Regions from separate parts of the Mus musculus genome. Here regions 1 and 2 are each linked to region 3. A link is a contact called in public HiChIP or PLAC-seq data. All regions are on one chromosome and are shown on one strand. The core of a region is the stretch at or near the end of the contact, and the rest is flanking DNA. Distances in the headings are between cores, read along the strand shown.

Region 1 (4,370 bases), core at 769-3,268, 780 kb before region 3:
ATGTTGCAGCAAGGTTGGAAATAAGTGGACCACTGAGACTGAAACACACAGGCTCCAGATGCAGGGAGACCATGCTTTGAAGGGATAAAGCAGAAAGTGAGAGACGAGGATCCCCAGTGTCTTCTGGCTTCTTTGCACTCATGCTCAGACACATACTCTTACAGACACCACACAAATATCTCTTACACACATACACACACACACACACACACACTAACAAACTTCATGTACACTAGAAATAGATGAATGAACTACGGCCTCCATGTTGTTCAATTCCAGCTTTCAAATAAAAATATACACCTCATTAATTGGGAAATGTGAGCTATTTCAAAAATCCAAAACCAAGACATTTTTCTAACTTTACCATGCCATGAAAATATTTCCAGATCTTAGTATTTTAAAGTTCTTGGATATTTGACTGAGCCTATAAATATCCTTCTAAAAGAATTCATTTCAGAATCATCCTAAAATTTCTGATCCTGTCTCCAAGACTTGCTGACACTAAGATGTGGCTGATGGCAACTGAAAGCTGTGGTTGGAATTTCAGAATAGCTCCTACCTTCACCTGGATGATCTCATGAGTTGTTACAATTATTGTGGAGTAAGGATAATGATTCAGTTTCAATTGCTCTCTCTCTCTCTCTCTCTCTCTCTCTCTCTCTGTGTGTGTGTGTGTGTGTGTGTGTGTGTGTATGTGTGTGTGTATGTGTGTGTGTGTTGGCATGATTCCAAAATCCTTTATGGATATTCACATTTAAGCTGAAAGTTTTTTATGAAAATATCTTTATTGCTTTTTTAAATGTCCCACTACTTGATTTAAAAATCATGATAGTGTCTTTTTCACAAGCTTTACAAATTACAGGAAAAAAATGATTTTCTCCTTCTGTATGGAAATTTCATTTCCAATAGACAGGGTTCTGTCCCGGTTGAAGCCTGGCAGGAAGGGGGGAATAAACAAGACTAAGGATGGCTGGGGCTCTCTCCTTACAGCTGAAGCTCAGGCTCCTCTGAGGGAGACTCAGCCTGTGTAGCCCTGTGGCCCACTGAGGCAGGCCTCTGCCATGAAGGTCTCCGGGCCGCTGAAAGCCTAGAGTGTTGTACATCAAGGTAGCTTTGAGGGAATGAGGACCCTAGCGAGCCTATGGCTTGGACCCCTCTTGAGCTGAAAGTTGTAAAGATCACAAGGAAAATAAGTTTGAAATAATTTTCCCTCTAGAAGACCTCGACGTCTTTACTGTCTGTCGGAGTAAAGTAGTAGAGGCGTGCCCGATGATTCAGTTCTCTAGCCTTGGGAGTAGTGGGCGTGCTCAGCATGGAATCCCAACCACCAGCCTGACTCAGGAAAACTGTTTTTCCTTTGCCTGCCTATGTATGTCTGTGCATTATACATGTGTGCCTGGTGCCTGAGTAAAATCAGATCCCCCGGAATTAGACTCACAGATGACTGTGAGCTGAGAAACGCACCCTCTGGAAGAGCAGCCAGTGCTCTTAAATCTGTGAACCATTCCTCTGACACCCCCTCCTGATTTTTAATAGTCCACAGACCCATGAAATTCATTGTAGCTTACATGGTGGCATCAGGCTCTGTTGGTAACACACACACACACACACACACACACACACACACACACACAATTGCATTATCTTTGTCAGCTATAGCTTCCAGACCACATGCTGACCTATGGGAAATTCCACTTCAGTCATTACTGAACTGTCCTTCCTCTTTGAGGTTTACACCAGAGTAAGCGAGATTTACAAAATGCTAAATAAAAACGAAGAGGGGGGCGTTTGGTTTGTTTCCTCCTGTACTATCACCGCGACAATGAACTTTAGTTTTTAGTGACCCTGTAAGTATCTCTGGTATTTCCTACCTCCCCGAATACCAGGGCAAGGGGCTCACTGGCAAAATTGGGTAGGAGCCAGGGCACAGACACATTCCTGTGAGTCGTGTAGCTCTGCTTACCAAAGAGACGCTTCTTTGGGGATGACTAAAGGCCGCAAGTATGGTTTTAGCTCAAGGGATGGAATATGCAGTTAGTTGCTAAATTAGTCAGCTTAGTCTCCTGGCTGCAATGAGTGGCTCAGTGGTAGGTATGTGACTTGAGCTGCTTACATGCCCAAAAGGCTCTTTCTCTGCCTCCTGGTGGTGATACAATGTGCCACAAAGATGCCTGAAATATTTGTGGTCAGTTTGTTACCAGGAAGTAGCAACAAGTAGAAGAGAAGAAAGCTTAAAGAACCTGAAACCTCTGGATATGGCAATCACTAGATGGTCCATCCTTTCGTCACACTTCCAGATTTTGTCTCTGTAACTCCTTCCATGGGTGTTTTGTTTCCTATTCTAAGAAGGGGCAAAGTGTCCACACTTTGGTCTTCGTTCTCTTGAGTTTAATGTTTTTAGCAAATTATATGTTATATCTTGGGTATCCTAAGTTTCTGGGCTAATATCCACTTATCAGTGAGTACATATTGTGAGAGTTCCTTTGTGATTGGGTTACCTCACATCCAGAGATCCATCCCATGATCAGCTTCCAAACGCTGACACCATTGTATACACTAGCAAGATTTTGCTGAAAGGACCCAGATATAGCTGTCTCTTGTGAGACTATGCCAGGGCCTAGCAAACACAGAAGTGGATGCTCACAGTCAGCTATTGAATGGACCACAGGGCCCCCAATGGAGGAACTAGAGAAAGCACCCAAGGAACTAAAGGGAACTGCAACCCTATAGGTGGAACAACAATATGAACTAAGCAGTACCCCGGAGCTCTTGTCTCTAGCTGCATATGTATCAAAAGATGGCCTAGTCGGCCATCACTGCAAAGAGAGGCCCATTGGACTTGCAAACTTTATATGCCCCAGTACAGGGGAATGCCAGGGCCAAAAAGGGGGAGTGGGTGGGTAGGGGAGTGGGGGGGGGTTATGGGGGACTTTTGGTATAGCATTGGAAATGTAAATGAGCTAAATACCTTAAAAAAAAAAAAGAACCTGAAACCTGACACTGACTCCTAAAGTGGTGAGTCTCGGCATAGGATAATTGTATGAACCAAACAGACCTCTTCATTTAACCCAATCTGAGTCAGATTTTCCCTAGTGGAAATTGGAACATGGAAGTGAGGCGATGTTATAGTGTCTCATTGTTGAATAAGCAGGGCAGGTGAGGTCCAAATGAGAGAGAAACAAGGACACCTCTAACTCATAAAGTTAGCAGCCCTCATTAAGACTCATTAACTGACGTCCTGGAAGAACCCTTACTAAACCTTTGCCTTTGATATCCTGGATATTACGGTTTGAATGTGAAATCTCTCACACAGGCTCGGGCGTCTGAGCATGGTGGTGGTGTTACTTTGGTAGTTTGTGGAACTACTTGGATATAAGGTCCTCAGCTGATGGCTCTGTTTTTGGTAGTTTGCGGGACCTTTAGGATACAAGGCCTACCTATTGAAGTATATCACTAGGATAAATCCTTGAAGGTTATATCTGTTAAGGTCTAGGTAAAATATTAAGTCTTAGAAGGAATGTTAAAGCCGAGGTAACAATTACCTGGCTAGTCTGCCATTTTGTGCTGTTGCTAATATTATAAGGCAATTCTCTCATATGTTGTTTCTGCTGTTACTAGGAAACTCTCTCATGCCTAAGTTGGTTACACATTCTGTTATGTTCTGTGCTCTTGGAAACCAATCTCCATAGAAGTCAATAGAACTGCTTTTGTATAGTTACCCACAAGAAGCTCGGACCCAAACCAACCACCCAGTAGCACTTCCTGCACCTGTGGAAGCTTTTACGGTATTTGCTTTGTAAACTGCCCCTGGGATAAACCCAGTATAGGAGAGACATGTGCACCAATATAGGAAACTATTTGAAATAAGACTTCCATTTTGAGTAGGGGTCATATAAAGTTTAAGTTCCCAAGACCTCCTGGAAACTGACACTGTATTTGGCAGAAAAAGACTATATATACCTGGGGTAACTGACATCCTGGTTGGCAACTTAAGACATGAATGTCATCATGGTTAACCAATTGAGACATGAATGTTAAACAAGGTAAGTCCCCTGCCACAGTTAAATACCCCAACCACTGGGAACAGTAGAAGTGTACAACACAGAGTCTCCTATCCCTAAATTCTTATTGGTAGAATAGCTTAACACAGATATTTGTGGAATTTAGGCTTAAAAACCCTGTAGGATCTTAACTTAGTGTCACAGTTCAGCTCCTGAGTCTGGACCATGGCCTTGACAGATGAGTCCTAGGGTTTGTGCTCAATAAACGCTCCCTGTCTGACTGAGATCGGTGTTTGTGTGGTTTCTGTGGCAACTCCTGAACCCCCAACAATGTCTGCCCTAGGTTTAGGCATGAATGTTCTTTTCCTG
Region 2 (4,275 bases), core at 88-2,587, 560 kb after region 3:
ACCGACATCAGCCATCACTGTGTGTGGGTACAGATGCACCTGGGCCTGCGTCCTCTCCTTCCATCTTTATATGGCTTCCAGGGGTCCTACTGACTTGTCTGGCTCGCACGGCAAATACCTTTACCTGCTGAGTCATTTCATCTGCGTCCCCATAAATACTTTTTATATGATCATCTCACCAGCTACAAACTAAAAAAATCGGTAAAAAGTAGTTTTTAAAAGCGATTACTCTGACAAAGCGATGGGTAAGAAAGTTGCAAGTGAATGATCCTTCGGAGTGGAAAAGGTTAGCTGTAAATATTCTTTTGAAATATACCGTGAAGGATTTTCACTTTGAGATTAGGGCTGTTCATGCCTCCAGGTTCAAGTGTTGCTCAATCAGCAAGGTGCTCAATTCCCGGTGATTGCTGCTCGGGTTTCTTGTTGATCGAGAATATGCATAATCTCAGCCCAGAGACATTTACCATAAAAATGAATCTAAGAAATAGGCTTTCATTTAAATTTTCCAGTTGCAGTGGATCGAGGAAAATATATGCAGAACATTAAGATGTGAAAAGCTCTGATTCAAACAAGACCAAAGAGGCTGCTTCACTATGTCCCTAACGTTGTGTTCGAATTTAGATGGCAAGCTTTTCCTGTTCAGAGCCCTTGTCAATTTGATTAAAATCACAAACACGTGACTGACTCCGCCTCAGTTAAAAATACTCTCAAGCCAGAGAATGAGCTTTGTATATGCGAGTGGCTTCTCCTGCCCTAGCGAGACTATTGCCCTAGCAAGGGGCGGAGTGGGGTGGTGTAAACGGTTTAAATTTTAAAACCTCTAACCGGATTCTCCGGGTGAAGCCCACTGCAGATTGCCAGTCCGGATTCAGAATCCAGTATACGGACATTTTCGATTTTAAAATGGCCCTTAAGAAATGGATCATTTATTTCAACGTTGTTTTCGAAGACAGAATTTGGAAGCCTCACCGTTTTCTGCATATACTCTTTCTTAGACTTAAAAAAAAAAAAGTCTTTCAGGAGAAAACATTTGCGTAAAAGAAGCACAGCCTCAAGGCCGCTGGTGTGTGCGCGTGAGGGAGCGCGCACGCACGTTTCTGCCGAGTTTAGACATTGCCGGGAAGATCAACTCGGTCCCCAGGAACTGAAAGTCTCCAAGCCGTGACCCGCCCCCGTAGACGTGGACCGGAGCACGGGATCCGGCTACGCCGGAGGGGCGACTCGGTGGCTGGGCCATTCTGGGCGAGCTGGGGCTGCCGCCGGGCCGCCCACACGGGGCTCAGGGCCCGAGCTTCTCGCAGAAGCCGCCAGCATCAGGCGCGGCGGCTGCGCTGCCATGGCAACCATGGCCTGCCGGTCCCCGCTCTCGGGCGCCGGCGCTCCAAGCCCGGCGGGGCGGGGCGGGCGTTGCTAGGAGACCTGCAGCGGGCGTCCGCCTCCGCGGCGCGGTCTCTGGGCTTCCACCCTTCACCTACTTCTGCCTGGTGGTGACTGAGGTGGGGGGTGGAGGTGGGGGTAGGGTTGACGGCCACGTGGTGGCCCAGTGTCTCAGAGCTTCTTCCTTTGGAGAGAGTCGCCCCTTCCTGGCCCTCATGAGGTCCACTTTCCTTGACCCAGGAGCAATGTGGCCCTTTCTGGGGAGGAAACACCTCTGTTTTGTTTCCTCTCCCCTCCCTCCTCGTCTGTCCTCACTTGATCTGATTTAAAAGTCCCTAAAGTCCCTGGAAGGCTTCCTAACCCACTGTTCTTTCCTCTCTAGCCGGATCCATGTCTTGCGTTCAACCAGGAGATGTGCAAAGCACTTTCTGTATGTCATCTAATTCTTTTAAATAAAAATCTTATGATATAGAGGTTAGTTAATTCATTTAACATAAAGTGTAGCCAAGGTCAAACAGCTGGGTGGATGGGACAGGATACTCATGAGGTCCAGTTTTTTTAGATTGCTCAAATTTCCCCCTAGGCTGCCTCTTGGCTAGACCCCCATTCTCTCTGCTGTCCAAGCACGCATACCCACACCAACTGGGACATGCTGTCTGGAACAAGGTCTGACAAGAGGATTGAGAACTTGAAATCAGAGATGGCCAAAATACCTTTGGACAAACGGTTTACACTGGGATGCATCCCTGATAATTTGCAGATGTCCCTGTCTGTAAAGTACTCCTGGCACAATGAGAAACTCGAAATTCTTAGTAAAGAGAGAAAATGGTAACCAAAGACTGACTCGCTGGTTGTGGTTATCCCGTGTTGGGGTAGATCCTTGGAAGGAGGGGTGTAAAAAATTGTTTTCTACTAAACTATGTCCACAAAGTTTACCTATTTATCATTTATTTATTTTTCCTAGGGAACTGTTGGGTTGTCATGGATATGTGTGCAAGCTATTTATTAAGGAAGTGCTTCCAGCAGAAACTATTATAGGGGGAGTGGTGAGGAGCCAAGCTAAAGAGTAATAATTTAAGGTGAAGATCCAGCCACAGCTTGACCCAAAGCATCCATTTCACAGCAAGGGTATCCCTTGTACAACCATTGTTAGTTTTCTCTCTCCCTCACCCCAGCCCCGCCTCCATCCCTGCAGCCATCTTTGGCTGCATGGAACCTTGTGAGCATAAACACCTAGTGTTCTGGGACCTTGGCTGGGCCAGGATGAATTAACTATTGTAAAATAAAGAAAGGAAGTCCTCTGTCGGAAGTTGGAAGTCCGAGATGTGAGCAGTAAAGCATCTAAACACTCGGGGGCTGGGTGGGACCTGGCAGGATGGGAAGAGACTACCTATAGCACCCATTACAGTCTATCTCGCCACCCCCACCCCTCCACCCCACAAGGTAAGTCTATTCCACTCTGCCACAAATTATTCAAGGTTCTAACTGGTGACAGATTTAGTGAGATTAAACCATAGCCACTGATTCTACAGTTGGTCCAAAGCAATAACTAATATCGATCTACCCAATTACTATCGTCTTCTAAGAGCCCTCTGCTAAGCCAGGTGGCTCAGTCTGACTGAGCCAACACTGAGCTCGGTTGACCAAGTGAGCCGACACCGATTCCTTGAGAAATCAGAGCTCTTTGCAACCATGTCTCCGTTACACAGTGGTTGCTCCAACTGGCTTATTTTGAGTTCAGCCTGGGTATGGAGGAAGCTAGTATCACCCTGGTGGTTTAGCTGAGTATCAGCATCTGCCTTCCTGTCCCTTCATGTGTCAGTAGTCCTGCCTCCTCCTCAGGGTTGGTTTCTTCTGACAGTATGGTAACCAGTCTCTGCTTTCAGAGTGCAAAATGGGCTGTAGCTCTTAATTGGATTTCCTTACACATCCCTTAGTACAAAACACCTCCCTCAATGAACTAGAGCCTTGTAAGGAAGAGGAGCATACAGCCTCCAGGAGGACCACTGGGAGCGACAGTGAGCCAGGCTGCCCTTGTCCTTAAGGCCCAGGTATCCAACTCAGTGGAAACGCTAAATAGGAGCGAGTGGCTTTAGGCATATACTGCATCCTGAAGGATGGTGCCTTGTGTTAGTCTCAGTGCTGGGATAAAGTGCCGGACAGAACAACTGAAGCGTGCAGTTTGACAGTCCTGTTGGTCATAGTGGGGAAAGCATAGCAGTGGGGGCATGAAGAGGAAGCCACATGGCCTTTGTAGTCAGGGATCAGCGGATTGGGGGTGGGAGGAGCTGGATTCCAGGGTCTACCTTCCGTCCTTATTCAGTTTGAGATTCCAGTCTGTGTGATGCTGCCACTGCTGACATTCAGAACGGGTCTTCCTCAGTTGAATAGCTCTGGAAGCCACTTGAACCCACGCCCGGAGATGTGTCCGCTAGGTGAGTCTAAATACAATTGGAATGACTATGAAGATTAAATATCACAATCCCAACCCAAACACATTGATTTTTAACTACAATATCAGCTCCCCCACCCCATCCTGTAGGTTTACGGCCATCTCAAAGCAAAATGCAGTAATTCTGGCATCAGAGTCCCTGTGGTCTTAACAGTTCAATACTCTTGCCCACTTGGGAGGCAGAGGCATGTGGATCTGTGTGAGTTCCAGGTCAGCCAGGTCTACATAGAAGTTTCATGCAGACCCTTTCTCCAAAAAAAAAAAAAAAAAAAAAAAAAGTCAGTAGTTTTCACCTTCACAACTCCCTGCAATGCCTCTCAGGGTTTCTTTGTAGAAAACCCAACCCTGACACATTACCTGGCCTTAACAGCCATCTGAAACCTCAGTACCTCGGTACAAACAAAAGTCTAGATCCCAACACCTATAGCCTAGCCCCCTTCTTTCAC
Region 3 (4,206 bases), core at 1,374-3,873:
CGATGATGATGATGACGACGATGACAACAACAACAACAACAAGGACAAAGACAGTGGTGTTGTTGTTGGTGGTGGTGAAAATACATATGACGGAGATGAAGCCCTCCCTAAATACAGTTCTTTGTGCTGTTAATGTTTTAGAGACTACTTGATGCTCAGTCTACTAGTTGATGCCCAGTGAGATAGGTTATAAGTCATGTTTATCTCTCTTTGGTGGTAGCAATGAAACACCTAGGTGGGCATCTTTTGTCTCTGTGATGTTCCATTTGGCATTCTTTTGAAGTGCTTGGCTTCAGAGTAGCATAGTCCTAGTCTGCCCCTCCCCCTTTGCCCTGTGGGAAAGACATAGCTTGACTGAGAAACTTAGCTCATTGAGTAAAGCCGGCAGATCTTGGGGCTTGCATGTCACTGTGTCATAACCCAGCCTGTCCTTCCTAATGCAACAGTGCCTGCATTTTGAATCCTTACTGTATACCACGACTCTTGCTTACAAGATCTCATTTGTTCTTTTTAGCATCTTATAAGGTAGATTTGATCATTACTTTATTTTACAGAAAAGGGAGCAAAGAGATAAAAAACAAAAAAAAAACCAACTTGCCCAAAATCTGTTAGGAAAATTGATGATTTTGAAATCTGAATCCACTGATTTTGAAGTCTGGCCGCAGAGCCCAGGCTTCTGGTCACTGAGCCACTGAGTCACTGAACTTTTAAGGAACACTCCACTTCCTACCTTCAGTTGTTTTAATAGTAAAGATAAAGTATGGAATCCACTGATGTGAAGAAGTCTCTCCCTGTGGTTATCATAAGAACATCTTTGAGATAAACCCACTTAAGGAGACGCTGCCCTGACTGGCTCCTCTTTGTCTTTGAAGCCCTAATTGAATGATCCTGGCAGCAGTTCTTTTCCATGGAGCCTGTCTGCCACTCTGTCCACTCATTTTAAAATGTATGGATCCCTCTGCTTTGGACCCGAGGCCATATTGATTCTGGAATATATGCCACTAATTGCTGAGTGCCTGCCTCTAAGAAGCAAGAACAGGGAGGGGGGGAAAGCTTGCATGTCAATATTTGTTACTAACCTTGACAGATAATCATTTTAAGTGATGGTGACTTTTTCCTCCTCTAAAGCTTTAATTACTGGCATGCACACACTGCAATCATTTTGTTCTTGTGTGTGTTTAATAGTCTGTAATCCATTTTAATTACATTCTTTGCTTATCAAGATCAGACTTCCAAGCAAGGATAGAACAGACTCTAGCTTCTGCCTTTTCTCTATGTCCCTCTTCTAGTCAGTGCCTCGAAAATACGCATGGATTTGAAACCAGTTTAGAAACAAATTTTACTCTTGGCACTTAAAACAAACAAACAAACAGACCCATTACAGAGAAGCCTCTCTCTGTACCTTTTCCAATCTGTTGGTCCATTAATACAGATGCTTCCTCCGATAAACTCGGAACTTGTGGAGAACTTTGAAAGGATGTAAGTCAGAGAGGGATCTCTCTCTCTCTCTCTCTTTCTCTCTCTCTGTGTGTGTCTTTCTCTTGGTGTGGGTAGTGAGTGAAAAGGTAGCTGGTTAAAATTCATTGACTTTGTGAATTCTTTATTTTGGGCATCTTTCAATTCATGAGTTACAATCCTATGAAAGCATTATATAAAGCACCAAACAGGACGGGGTTCTCAGGGCTGCTTCATGCTTTTGTTACTGGCCATCACTTAAGAGTGGCCAAGCACTTTCTGTGACCACATCTCCCTAACAGCTAACATTCTAATTTACTAGATGTGGCTTCACTAGAAAAGGAACCGGAGGGGTCTAGACCAATCACACAGAAAGATCCCGTGACTTACCTAACAGTCTCCGCCTGCGACTTCCTGAAGCATATTTGACAAAGCCCCAGCCAACTAAAAGAGAGGTCCAGAGCAAGCATTGTCCACCTAAGGATGCTGCCCCTCAACAGGAACAGACAGAGCCAAGCTGGGCATGACCGGTGCCTGGCTCCAGGCTCCCTGCCCGAATATGGTTCAGAACCCCAAGCTGGAGCAGAGTAATTGCAGGCTTTTCACGTTAAGCCAGTTTGAGTTGCTTTCCACTGACTTTGTTCTAACTAAAGTCCAACTATCAGGCTTGAAAGATACCCAATTTGGAATCTCCCACCCCCTTTTATTTGCCAAAGCCCCTGGAGTAACCATCAAATCAGCCCCAGATGGTTCATTAACATCAGCCAAATGCTTTCAAAATAAAAAAAAAAGAAGTGGTATTTTTGTTTTAATTAGATCCACACAGTAAGGTTCTTCCTCCCTATAATATCATCAGACTCTAGCATGCACACACAGAGAAGGGGGGAGGGAGGGAAGAGAGGGAGGCGGAGGAGCGCACTTGGAAACAAACGTCTACATATTAACTGAGGCCCTCCTTGGAGAAAATATAATGACAGAGCATTTTTGTCTATTTCCCAAATGAACACTGGCTGCTTGTGGGTGGCGTGTCAGAGCATCCATGTTCCCAGGTCCCAGCACAGAGTCAGGAAGGAAGGGGCATTTTCTCCAACTTGGACTTGACAGTACCCAACTGCCATCTTCATCCTGAGGAAGAAAGGCACTTGCTTTCCCAGGCACTGTCTGAGCTATGCGTTACTCATCAGGTTCCTGCAGAGAGGTTGATCAGGGTCTCCGGGAAGTGAGTCAGCAGTAAGACAAGCATTCCTGGGACACATCTGGAAGTGAGTCAGCAATAAGACAAGCATTCCCGGGACACATCTGGAAGTGAGTCAGCAGTAAGATAGCGCCATCCGGGCACATGTCACAGACCAGTTTCATCCGCCGTGTGCCCCTCTCTTTCTTTACCTGCGCCTCCATTTGTCAACCAACTTAACTCTCCTCTGTAGTTACTATGAAGCCCACTGGCACTGTCATACTTTATTATTGGAAAGTGAGTGGAAAGTCAGGGACCATGCAAAGTATAAGGAAGGTATCGCTACTGGAGAAAGTTGAAAGGGATATAGGAAACCTAAACTAATGATACATTCCTGGGCATGTTAATGCTGAGAATGGAAGGCCCGCTGAAACATGTACCTGACTCAACCACTAAACAGAGTCAAAGTGGCTTCTTTATTGCAAGCTCCCTCCTTGGATATCTTAATACGGTGATGTATGTGGTGGACCTACAAGGGGACGCTTCTGAGACAGCGGCTCCCCAGTCATTCAGTTCCATGTGTCCTTAGGGTGTGCACAGAAGCTCCAGTGCTGTTGGCATGGTAATAGCATCCTGAGCACAAAGATGAAGGATGTCTCAGTTGTCCCCTTTTGTTCTGAAGAGTTGAGACAGGCCTAGGACACCTTAAATAGAGGAAGAGTTGTTAAAGGGATAAACATGAAAATAAGGAACATAGATAGGGTCAAGGCCCTTAAGACCTGGGACAGAATCTAGGCTTTGGAAAGTCATTTAAATGATTTATAGCTCATTTAAGTGAATGTAACTCTTCAGTGGTGATTTATTGGATATGACACTAAATGCACAGGCAATAAAGGCAAAAGGCAGACATTTGTCATTGGTGGACATCAAATAAGCATTCAAGGACAGGACCAGTGGAATGAAAAGGTAACACACAAAATGAAAGAAAATATTTACAAATCACATATCCAGTAAAGGACTTTGTATACGGGATACAGAAAGGACTCTCACAACTCCGTCTTAAAAAGATGAATGACCCAGTTTGAACACTTGGCCAAGGATCCAGATGGATGCTTCCACAAGGATGAAAGATAAGTGGCCAACGATGAGAGAGGCTCAGTATCATTTGTCAACAGGTAGAGGAGGTGCAATTCCACATCCATTGCCATACAAAGGATTACTAACAATACACAGGGTAAGGACGCAGCAAAATGGAAAGTCCTCTGGTACTGCTGGGGGCGGGGTGGTGGTGACATCAGATGGCACAGCTACTTCAGAAAAGTCCGACAGCTCATCAAAAGGGCAGGTGTCCAGTTGTCACATGAGTCAGAAATCCGACTCCCAAGAAAAATAAAAGCATGTGTTCACTTCAAACTTGTTTCAGGTGCCCGCTGCTGTGTTGTTTGTAATAGCCCATCAACTAAAAAGTGGGTAAACCAGTGAGACATATCTGTGCAGTAGAGTATTGATCTAAAAACAATAACGAGATGAAGAACTTATGGGTGCGCCCTATAGCCAGCATGAAATTTGGTGAGAGC

Evidence for each region. HiChIP or PLAC-seq counts read pairs in DNA pulled down with a chosen protein or histone mark.
Region 1: a CTCF HiChIP or PLAC-seq map of the NIH/3T3 cell line shows a contact between it and region 3, with 5 read pairs. The contact joins two enhancer-like sites. A contact is called at or near these places in 1 of 15 datasets of contacts at CTCF or cohesin (the NIH/3T3 cell line) and 2 of 484 Hi-C or Micro-C datasets (embryonic fibroblasts and nephron progenitors).
Region 2: a contact with region 3 is called in a CTCF HiChIP or PLAC-seq map of the NIH/3T3 cell line, with 5 read pairs. The contact joins the promoter of 1700064M15Rik here to the enhancer-like site in region 3. A contact is called at or near these places in 1 of 15 datasets of contacts at CTCF or cohesin (the NIH/3T3 cell line) and 10 of 115 datasets of contacts at active chromatin or transcription factors (bone marrow-derived macrophages, differentiating embryonic stem cells, embryonic basal ganglia and 6 more).

Annotation. Positions count from the first base shown.
Region 1 is chr12:98,281,608-98,285,977 of GRCm38.p6, forward strand. No RefSeq gene overlaps it. Among named protein-coding and RNA genes, the nearest start is that of Gpr65, 15 kb to the left of the region's middle. Within about 2 kb of position 2,019, at least 137 of the 459 cell types and tissues checked have an H3K27ac peak or open chromatin away from gene starts, as enhancers often do. A contact at or near this core is called in the NIH/3T3 cell line and embryonic fibroblasts, where this site is marked.
Region 2 is chr12:99,626,637-99,630,911 of GRCm38.p6, forward strand. 1700064M15Rik (RIKEN cDNA 1700064M15 gene) reads right to left here and starts at 1,338. Exons shown (of 2, transcript NR_045288.2): 1 at 970-1,338.
Region 3 is chr12:99,061,363-99,065,568 of GRCm38.p6, forward strand. All of the region lies in intron 2 of Gm40554 (a long non-coding RNA gene), which reads left to right. Among named protein-coding and RNA genes, the nearest start is that of Gm40554, 39 kb to the left of the region's middle. Within about 2 kb of position 2,624, at least 29 of the 459 cell types and tissues checked have an H3K27ac peak or open chromatin away from gene starts, as enhancers often do. A contact at or near this core is called in the NIH/3T3 cell line and embryonic fibroblasts, where this site is marked.